Linked DNA regions of Mus musculus: all the other regions are linked to region 3. The links are chromatin contacts, called in public Hi-C and HiChIP or PLAC-seq maps. All regions are on one chromosome and are shown on one strand. Each heading gives the region's core, a stretch centred on a gene start, on an enhancer-like site or on the middle of the called end of the contact. The rest is flanking DNA. Distances are from core to core; before and after follow the strand shown.

Region 1 (3,080 bases), core at 175-2,674, 350 kb before region 3:
CTTCTACTTAGCTGTCCAACTCCTTCCCTTGGTTTCAGAGACTTCTACTATAGGCTCCCTAAACACGTTTTCTTTGCTTTTTGTTTTTGTTTCCACTTCCTCAAATTCTGTGAATTCCTAAGTGTGTCTTAATTGCACTCCACAATTCATAGATATTATAGTTCAACTCTTTTCTTCACTGATGTTCGATGTCACATTCCCTTCTTGCCTCCTTCCTCACTTCCTTTAGCTGGACTGGTCTGTTGTAGAAGCCATTTTGGTCCTGTTTGTTTGTCTTTAATTCATGGAAATGTATTTCTATTTGGATTCCATTTCCTTACTGACTCTCTTACACATCCTTCTAACTTTCTCCCCTGCATTTCTGACTTCCTTTTCTGTCCTAAATTGATTTCCTTACTCCATTCATCTGCCTGTTTATATCTCATCAATGGCATCAATCATATTTTAGTATTTAATTGATCATTTAACGCTCTATCACTGCACTACTGAGCTCAGTAGCTGAGGAATTTCGGTGTGCTGAAGGTCTCGTCTTGCCTTGCTTTTGTGCGGTTATATGTTTCTGTGTTGTAATTAGCTCATCTGTTGGTTTCACTCCATCTGCCAGTTCTGCCTGGGGTCTTATGGAGCTGCCCTTTAATAGGCCCAATTCTCAGCAGTGCCATTCAAGAGGAGAAAGGAACAACACCATAAGCAACACCAGCAAGTCAAACAAGATACACAAATACCCTCCTACTCAAGTAGGAATGAAGATGAAAGCCTGAGGGCGGGAGGGCAGAGTGAGACTACATCACATCCCACTGTTGACCAAGAACATGAACTGGACAAGGCAATGGAGAGATGATAAACTAAAAACTATGAAGGATGAAGGTAGAGATATGAGTGAAATGAAGGGAAAGGGAAAGAAAAATTAAAGTTATGCAAAAGAAAATCCAAATAGAAAAGGAAGACCATGAAGAGGAAGAGGAAAGACCAAGAGATTTTAAAGGAAGAAGGGAAAGGAGAGGTTGAGGAGAAGGCAGGGAAAACATTGCCTAAAAATGAAAAGTTAAACAAGTCAGGTAAATATAAGAAGGGAAATAAAAATTCAAAACAAAAGTATTTGGAAAACAAAAACCAGAGGCCTTCCATGTAAGCTAGTGGAGCATACGTTTCTTCCCTGTGACCTGGTTAAAGGGAAGAGTCAATTCTAAGAATTGGCCATTCCAAAAAGAAAAAGACTAATAGCTTTGGAATCCACAGAGGTGACAACAGACACCAACTAGTGACAAGCACTAGTTGAACAAACCAGACATAGCTCCAATGGTGTGGCTACTGGGCAGAGGTGGGGAAGCACCAGCCCCACCCAAAAGATAAGAATAAGCCAGAGCCTTCACAAGCCCCAGATGCAGCTGCAGGCTTCCGTGAGACAATGATTCCTCAGGCTAATGAGTCAGCAGCAATGAGAAGCATGGCTCTGTCTTTCTATGACTCAGGGGGGCATCCGAGAAGCTTAAGCCTGAGAGAGATCCTAGTTTGGAAAAGAGAGCTATCCTGAAGGATGGAGACAGCTGAGTTCAGCCTGCCACAGCCCCGGGTTGTGACACAGCCTATGACACAGATAGAACATGGAACGCTCAGAGGTGCAGCTTGTGGGAAGCTATATTCAGATTATTAAGAGCGGGACCTCAGTCTCAGTGGCCAAATGCCAATCCCTTTAGCTGAGATATCACTGGATTTTGACAGCCGTAAGCCTAAAGTGAATCAACTTGTAGAGCCACCATCTCCCTTTTAGTGCTGTAGAGCATGGGAAGGTAGCATTTCTTCAGCAGAGTGAGCAACACTTAGGGAATCTTCAAATGGATGGATCTAGAAAGTACAGTATTAAACAAGATGACCCAAACTTGAAATACAAAGTACACGATGTGACGATCCTAGCCTATTGTGTATGTGTATGTGCATATCAACAGATAAGTGTGAGGAAAACCTAAAACACCAGAGAGAAGATGGAGAGAGGAGACCAACAGATGAAGAACAGTGGAACTTAAAAGTGGAAAAGAGAGCCAGGCGGTGTTGGCACATGCCTTTAATACCAACACTTGGGAGGCAGAAGCAGGTGGATTTCTGAGTTCAAGACCAGCCTGGTCTTCAGAGTGAGTTCCAGGACAGCCAGGGCTACAGAGAAACCCTGTCTCAAAAAACAGAGACTATGGAGAAGGAAGCTAGAGGAGAGTGGGACAGGGGAGATGGGAGAAGATAGCAGGAGAGGCAACAGGAACAAAGTACAACCATGCATATGTGTGAGCAGGACACAATGAAACCCATCCATTAGTATGCTAACTTAACAATGAGTGAAAAATAAACAGACTTTTAAATGCTGCTTACTACAGTCAGCAAAAATCAGAACAAACATGGTCTGGACCTGCCATCCCAACTGTCCTATTCTTTAGTCTTCTGTGGGTTTTGGTTTGGTTTGGTTTGGTTTTTGTTTGTTTGTTTTCCAGTTTGGGTAGGCAGGTAAATGTGACGTCTGTTATCGTCCATTTTTATCTGGAAGCAGTTTATTAAAATGTAATGATCACACCAAGCTTAGTGGCACAGGCCAGTGACCCCACATGGCTGTGGAGCAGAGCAAAGGACATATGTGGTGGCGAGACCTCCAGGTTTGGTCCTACATCATCAGAGCTCCCGGCTACTCACTTAGCTGAGGACCAGCCTGCTGAAGAACCTGTGAAGGAGGCAGACTACACTTGGCCCCTGGGGTCTGAAATTGACTGCTGAATTGTCTCTGGCATCATTTTCTCCTGGTTTCTGCTGCCACTTGGGAAACAGCTTCTCTTCCCACAGTGGCCCTCCCACACTGAGGATTCTCTCACATCTTGGTCAGTCTGTGACAACCCACCAGACTGCGACCGAAGCTCACTCTAGTGATTACTGAAGCTGAACATTTATGTATGCTTGTTGATCACTTTCTAATAAATAAATTGCCTTTCATATACTTACCCTATGTATCGATCAGAAATAGGCCTAATTTTTATTATTAGTTAGTTAGCTAATTAGTTATTTAATTTAAGACTCTATTCTAAGGGGTCATGTTGCTATAT
Region 2 (2,957 bases), core at 171-2,670, 400 kb before region 3:
AAGAACATTCCAGAACCCGTGTTCCTCTTTCTCCTATCTCCTATAGTCCTGACACTGCTGAGGAGGCTGAAAGGGTGAGCAGAACGGGGAGCGTTTGGATCTGCTGCTTCCACCATGAAGATGGGGATTCAGACCTTAGTTCAAATTTGGCTGTGCTTTTGGAGCCCCACTCTGTGTGTGTGTGTGTGTGTGTGTGTGTGTGTGTGTGTGTGTGAATTTCTTAAGCTTCTTTCCTTACATTTACCCCAATCCCAGTGAAATCAGAACCACAAGGAAATGAATACACTTGAAAATGTAGAGGTAATACCTGGAGAGATGGCTCAGCAGTTAAGGGAACTGATGGCTCTTCCAGAGGTCTGTGGTGTAATTCCCAAAACCTACATGGCAGCTCACAGCCATCTGTAACTTCAGTACCAGGAGAATCTGATACCCTCACACGAATATGCACATAGGCAAAATACCAATACACATTAAATAAATATATAAATAAATAGGAGTATTTATTTTATTTTACAATTTTTTAAAATTATAAAAAAAGAAAAAGAAACTCTAGAGGCTAATGAAAATTCTAATTTCTGACCACAGTTTCAGAACTTCTAAATCATTTGCTTTTCATAGGAAATGTACACCCTCTCTCTTCCCTTACTTCCACACGGACCTAGCAGTCTCCACATCCCAACCATAGGCCCACTGTTTCCTGCCTTCTTGACTCCATCCTTCACCACCAATTCTCTACACACCGGCAGGCTGCCTTCCTCCAAGGCTCTTTCTTGCTCTGGTAGCCCAGACAACTGGGTCCAACCCTGAGGCCACAGGGTAGTCCTAGCCTCAGAACCAAGAAGCCTTTGAGGAGCTCCATCCTCATCAGGATCAACTCTCCAACCCTGTGTCTGCCATCACCTTAAAGTCCTGATGCTCTACCTGCTGAGTCTCCCAGGCACTCGGCCATACTTGCAGTCCTCAGCACATAGGACATATCTGAACCACGACCACCAAGCTTCACTTCACAGCTTTTGCTCTGTATTTCTTAGAAGCCCAGCAGCTTTGTGAGGAAGGACTGAGGGGCCCAGGGGCTGCTCTCTGAACGTGCCTAGAATGGCTAAGCAGATGAGTGAGAAATGAATGGGTGACTATTTCCCATGGGTTTGCCTCTTAGCTACAGTTAGTCCTGCCCATGAACACACGTCGCTACAACATGGAAGCAATGGTGCTTTTATTACACAAGGCAAACAAAACAAAGATCATTCATGCTAAAACAAGCTGCTTTAAACTCAGTTTTCCAGTCTTTGAAGGTCTCTAACAGAAAGCAGTATGCAAATACCAAAGGCAATTGCCCCTGTGACTGGGCAGCAGTGAACGTGTCTCTCCTGTGTAGCTGTGCTTTCTAAAGGCCCAGATGAAGTCCTTGCCAAAAGAGCTGGCCTGGGACATGAGCAGAGTTTTCAAATGGGTCTACTTCATCTCGCATCGCCTCCCCAACAACACAGTGTGTGTTAACTACACAAAGTCCCTCTTTGTCCCCCTGAATGCAATGCAGAGAGCAATGATGACAGCTCTTGGATTGGCAGGGACACCAAAAGCCTCTCTTTCTCCAATGCTGACCCCAGTATGATGGTGCCCCCCTTCTGTCACAGGTCTTGGCTACCCGACAACGAGAACGCCACCTGCGCTGGGCTCAGACACCATCCAAGGCTAAGCTCAGAGTGACCGGGGAGAGACTGAGGAGAGAGAGCATCATGCAGGCAGCCCTGAGGTAGGTGAAGGCCAGAATACAATGGTCTTCCTCTGGCCCTGTCTTCTTTTTAGAGGGAATGATAAGAGATCCTGCACTTGGGAAAATCCTTTCCCATGTCTCAGCCCGTGCCAGAGGGTGAGGGACAGAGACACTGCATTTAAGGAAGGAAAGTGTTCTGGTTATATCCATGGCCCAGAGCTCTGACCTCAACTCCATCAGCCACACAGACTCACATACATCACACTGTGCCCAACACCAGACCCCGAATTGTGCTCCTCCAGCTGGCTACACAGGGCTATGAAAGTCCAAGAGCAACTGGTGTACCTCTCCATAGGCATTGAATGAGCCCAGGGACCAGTATTCTAAAATAAGTCAACAGTACAGTTTACACAGACATGTTCTGGAGATCAACTCAAAGTCCACTTCAAATATTTAGATAAAGCATCAAAGTTAGTAACTATGATACTGAGACAACCATCTCCAAACTTGACTTCAGTCAGGCTTCTTTGTCAGTGGTACCCATTCCCCTGCCCATCTGTGGTAGATACTGGAAGCAGTTCCTGGAGGAACCCTCTGCAAGGACCAGTCCATGCATGTCTCCCAGTTCCGAGTTCCAGGTTCTAGGCTTCCTGAATCCATCAAGAATCTAGAAGCTCCAGATGTTTTTCCCACAGTGATGTCATTAAAGTATGCAGTGTCCCCTCCAGTTTATTGTCTCTCTTAAAAACCCTTCCTCATCCCCCACACGTACTCAGCTCTCTTATGTAAAGAACAGGTCCTGAGACAGGTTCTTCTCCAAAGAAGAGAACCATGGCATTATTCCAATGTCAAATGTAAAGTGAGTGAAAAAGGAATTCTGAAAAGATAAAACACTGACAAAGACTTTTACATTTGTTCAGGCTGCCCATAAAAACAAGGAACCAAACCCACCAAAAACATGAATGGCAGACCTAAGTCACACACACACACACACACACACACACACACACCTTGAAGTCACATGGGTACACTAAGCACTGTGTAGCCAGTGCCCTGCAGTACCCACTTGCCCTGCTCAAGACCAGGACATGAGGGGACTGTAGATGTCTAGGTGTCTGAGAACAGGGTGGATCTGGAGCTACTGAGAGGGGTCACACCAGGGACTGCGCTGCCACGCAACCCCAGTTCACAGGCCTGTGTAACGTCTGGAACACTGGGTAGCTGATGTCCACAGAGCTTGCCG
Region 3 (2,817 bases), core at 199-2,698:
TGGCTGTCTCTTGTCCAGGTTCTGACCCTGATCCCTAGGGGAAACAGTGGGGTTTCAGAGAATGACTTTCTTCCTAAAGGAAGGAACCCTCCAAGCCATCTCAATCCCTAACACTGCCGCAGATGAGCGGGAGGAGGGGCGGGGGTGATGAGCAAGTCTGTGAGGAGGCCTGCTCAGAGCTGCTTGGGTCATGGCTTTGACACGGTCACAACCCCCAGTCCTCTGGCCTGTGGGTAGACGGGACCCACAGAGGAGTTAGACCTTTTTCTGATGGAAGTCGTGGACTGGAAAGGCTGGTACACCCACCTCACTGAGCCCGCCGCTGATCCTGTTGGGTTGGGGCCAGGCATTTCCGATAGCAGGGATAGCTGTTTTCAGGCATATAAACAACTGGGAGGAAGTGTCTTCTCAGGGGTCTTCCTGGCTGGGCCCTAGACACGTGGCCTGAATGGGCCTGGAATGAGGGCCTCTCCTTATCAAGTTGCTCTTGGGACCTGCGGGGTTGGGCAGGCTTAGATTCAGCAAGATGGTCAGCAAGCTGTGCCGGAAACTTACCTCTGTGCAGAGGCCTGCGATAATGAAGTAAAATCAACACTGGCACATGCTGGCCAGGAAGCAACCCTTGGGGAACATGAGAAACTTCTCTTTGAGACGTTCAGGGAGAATGTTCTAGAAGTTTCTAGAAGCTCACATTTGCAGAGTGAGTGAGACTCTGTTGCCTTCAGTTCATGGTAAAACGTGGAGTGCTGCTGGACAGGCTGTGTTTTAGTGCTCAGGTAATAGACTCTGTATGCTACTTGATGCACAAGAAAATGTCTCAGACTAAAATAGGTACTGGTGTTTGTAAGCAATTTTGAAGGCTGTCGAGAGGTTCAATTGATGTTTTGGGGGGCCCTTCCATATGGGGGAAACACATGAAGGAAATAGGAGGAAGAAGGGGATCTAGATGTAGATGCTTCCCAGAACCTGTTAGTAGAAAGCCCAATGAAACAGGCTGGTTCCTGATCAGTTTCTGTTGGTTCCCACTGCAGCCAGGAGGAAAATCTGCAGTTGAGCAGATACTGAGGAGTGGGTTTCCGCAGCTGAAGTCTCCTGGCTGCCTTGTGTAGGGCTGTGGTGAAGGCTTTGTTGGGGCGAGGCGATCCCCTTCTACCAGGAAAGGAATCTGTGGCTCAGCGTCACAGAGTCAAACCCCACTGGCTTTTTCCTCCTGCGTCCTCAGGTTGCCGCGAAGGGCAGGTGTGGGGCGTGGCTGTTTGTCCTGCCCCTTGTCTCCGCTGGGTGTCCCTGGTCTCGGCGGCGTGGTTTTAAGTTGTGGTGGGTTTTGGCCGGGAAGTTTTTCCGAACTTGAAGGGGGAGGAGGAAGAAGGGAAGCAGAATGGAAAGGAAGCGAACTGCAGCAGAGAGCAGGCGGGGCCAAGTCTGGAGGCACTGACTGGGCAGGCGGCCCGCAGCAGCCCGCGGCCGCCCAACAATCCCGGGATTCTTTCCTGCGACCTACTCTCCCGCTGCCCTCTGAATGGGCCTCTTTGGAGGTGGCAGCCCCGCCTCTCGCCCTGACTCCCCCGGGGACTGGCAGAACACTGAGCCCTCCCAGGGTGGGTGGGGGACGCCATTGGGCCGGACTCAGCACCCGGGGCTGCTGGGGACAGACCCTGCAGAGTGCCTTTAACAAGGCTCACAGATTCTAGGCCCTTCCATGGACTGACCGGACCCCAGGTGCCCAGGTAAGCCAACAGCTGGCCTCGTGGCTTCTCCAGGAGCTATTTCTGTGTCCCTGGTGTCTCTGAGCTCTGGTTCCTTTGGGCACATCCAGTTGCTGAAACCTGATCTGGGATGTGGGGGAGGGTAGTGGTGGGAGTAGGGAGGAGGAGACAGACAGACCCAGTGCCAATGGCCAGGACACCTAGGTGAACTGGGGCATGGAAAGATAGCCAGACAGTTTTCTGTTCTGAGTTCCCTTATCACTTAGTGGCGTTTCTCAAGTCTCTTAGGGACCGTCTTTCAGGGGAGGCACGCTTTCTAACTTTGTGGAGCTCCTTAGGGATGAACAAAAGCCTGGTTTGAATGTGTGCCGCTTTCTGTGCACTCTTCTGCCCAAACTGATGATCGTGGGCCTGCCCCTTTCTCTCTGTCACAGCCCAACCCATAGCCCTCAGGAGAGTGTTCCCCGAGCAGCTTCCCCAGAGGGCAGTTGTTTCCACTAAAGAGGCAGGCAGCCTGTGGAGCAGATGCTGGGATTTTTAATGAGGCTCCCTCATCTCTTCTATGCTTGGAGCCTGCAAAGGTAGCATTTCTAAGCAAATCCATGAACACTGAAACAAAACAGGCATTGACTGGACTGATGTGCTCAGATTCCGGCAGAGCTTCTGCAGCCGGGGTGACTGGTACCTTAGCTGTCCTTCCCTCCTGGGATAGGACTGGGGTTGCCTCCCCCACATGTCGGGTAGGAGAATCTTAGGGCTGTGAGTGGCTAGGGAGGAAGAATGTGGTCTCTTGCAGCATCTGTTGATCCTTACAGATACAAGGCTGTGCGCTACAGCTCACATCACGGGGCAGATCGTACTCTCGAGAGAAAGCCCTTGCATAAGCCCCATGACAAGCCCCGGCAGGTTAGGGTCTGCCCCATGCTTGTAAGTTTTATGTGTTGTAAAACTTCCTGGTTGTAAGTTTTATGTGTTGTCCCTTCTAAGAGCCAGAGATATTTTAAGTCAAATGCTTTTTCAAAAGCTTCCTGTTCTTCTAATGGAATCCATATAAAACCATCATTTTCCATGAATCCCATATGTCTGTCAGTAGATTCAAAGTTGGCCGCCT

What was found. Hi-C and Micro-C count contacts between places; a contact is called where the count stands out from the background. HiChIP or PLAC-seq counts read pairs in DNA pulled down with a chosen protein or histone mark.
Region 1: a contact with region 3 is called in a FOXA1 HiChIP or PLAC-seq map of pancreatic cancer cells. The contact joins two enhancer-like sites. A contact is called at or near these places in 3 of 115 datasets of contacts at active chromatin or transcription factors (embryonic stem cells, extraembryonic endoderm stem cells and pancreatic cancer cells) and 1 of 9 other capture datasets (embryonic stem cells).
Region 2: a contact with region 3 is called in a Hi-C map of cerebral cortex, with 2.5 times the contacts expected there. The contact joins two enhancer-like sites. A contact is called at or near these places in 2 of 15 datasets of contacts at CTCF or cohesin (large pre-B cells and stem cell-derived epiblast-like cells), 3 of 484 Hi-C or Micro-C datasets (bone marrow-derived macrophages, cerebral cortex and embryonic stem cells), 7 of 115 datasets of contacts at active chromatin or transcription factors (the NIH/3T3 cell line, astrocytes, embryonic forebrain and 3 more) and 1 of 9 other capture datasets (adipose tissue).

The regions. Positions count from the first base shown.
Region 1 is chr11:8,819,970-8,823,049 of GRCm38.p6, reverse strand. No RefSeq gene overlaps it. Among named protein-coding and RNA genes, the nearest start is that of Gm36772, 22 kb to the right of the region's middle. Within about 2 kb of position 1,424, at least 44 of the 459 cell types and tissues checked have an H3K27ac peak or open chromatin away from gene starts, as enhancers often do. A contact at or near this core is called in pancreatic cancer cells, where this site is marked.
Region 2 is chr11:8,862,599-8,865,555 of GRCm38.p6, reverse strand. Pkd1l1 (polycystic kidney disease protein 1-like 1) reads left to right here. Exons shown (of 52, transcript XM_017314870.1): 39 at 1-74; 40 at 1,635-1,753. Among named protein-coding and RNA genes, the nearest start is that of Gm40814, 57 kb to the left of the region's middle. Within about 2 kb of position 1,420, at least 47 of the 459 cell types and tissues checked have an H3K27ac peak or open chromatin away from gene starts, as enhancers often do. A contact at or near this core is called in cerebral cortex, embryonic forebrain, oligodendrocyte precursor cells and 1 more, where this site is marked.
Region 3 is chr11:8,467,337-8,470,153 of GRCm38.p6, reverse strand. All of the region lies in intron 20 of Tns3 (tensin 3), which reads left to right. Among named protein-coding and RNA genes, the nearest start is that of Tns3, 200 kb to the left of the region's middle. Within about 2 kb of position 1,448, at least 263 of the 459 cell types and tissues checked have an H3K27ac peak or open chromatin away from gene starts, as enhancers often do. A contact at or near this core is called in cerebral cortex, embryonic forebrain, oligodendrocyte precursor cells and 2 more, where this site is marked.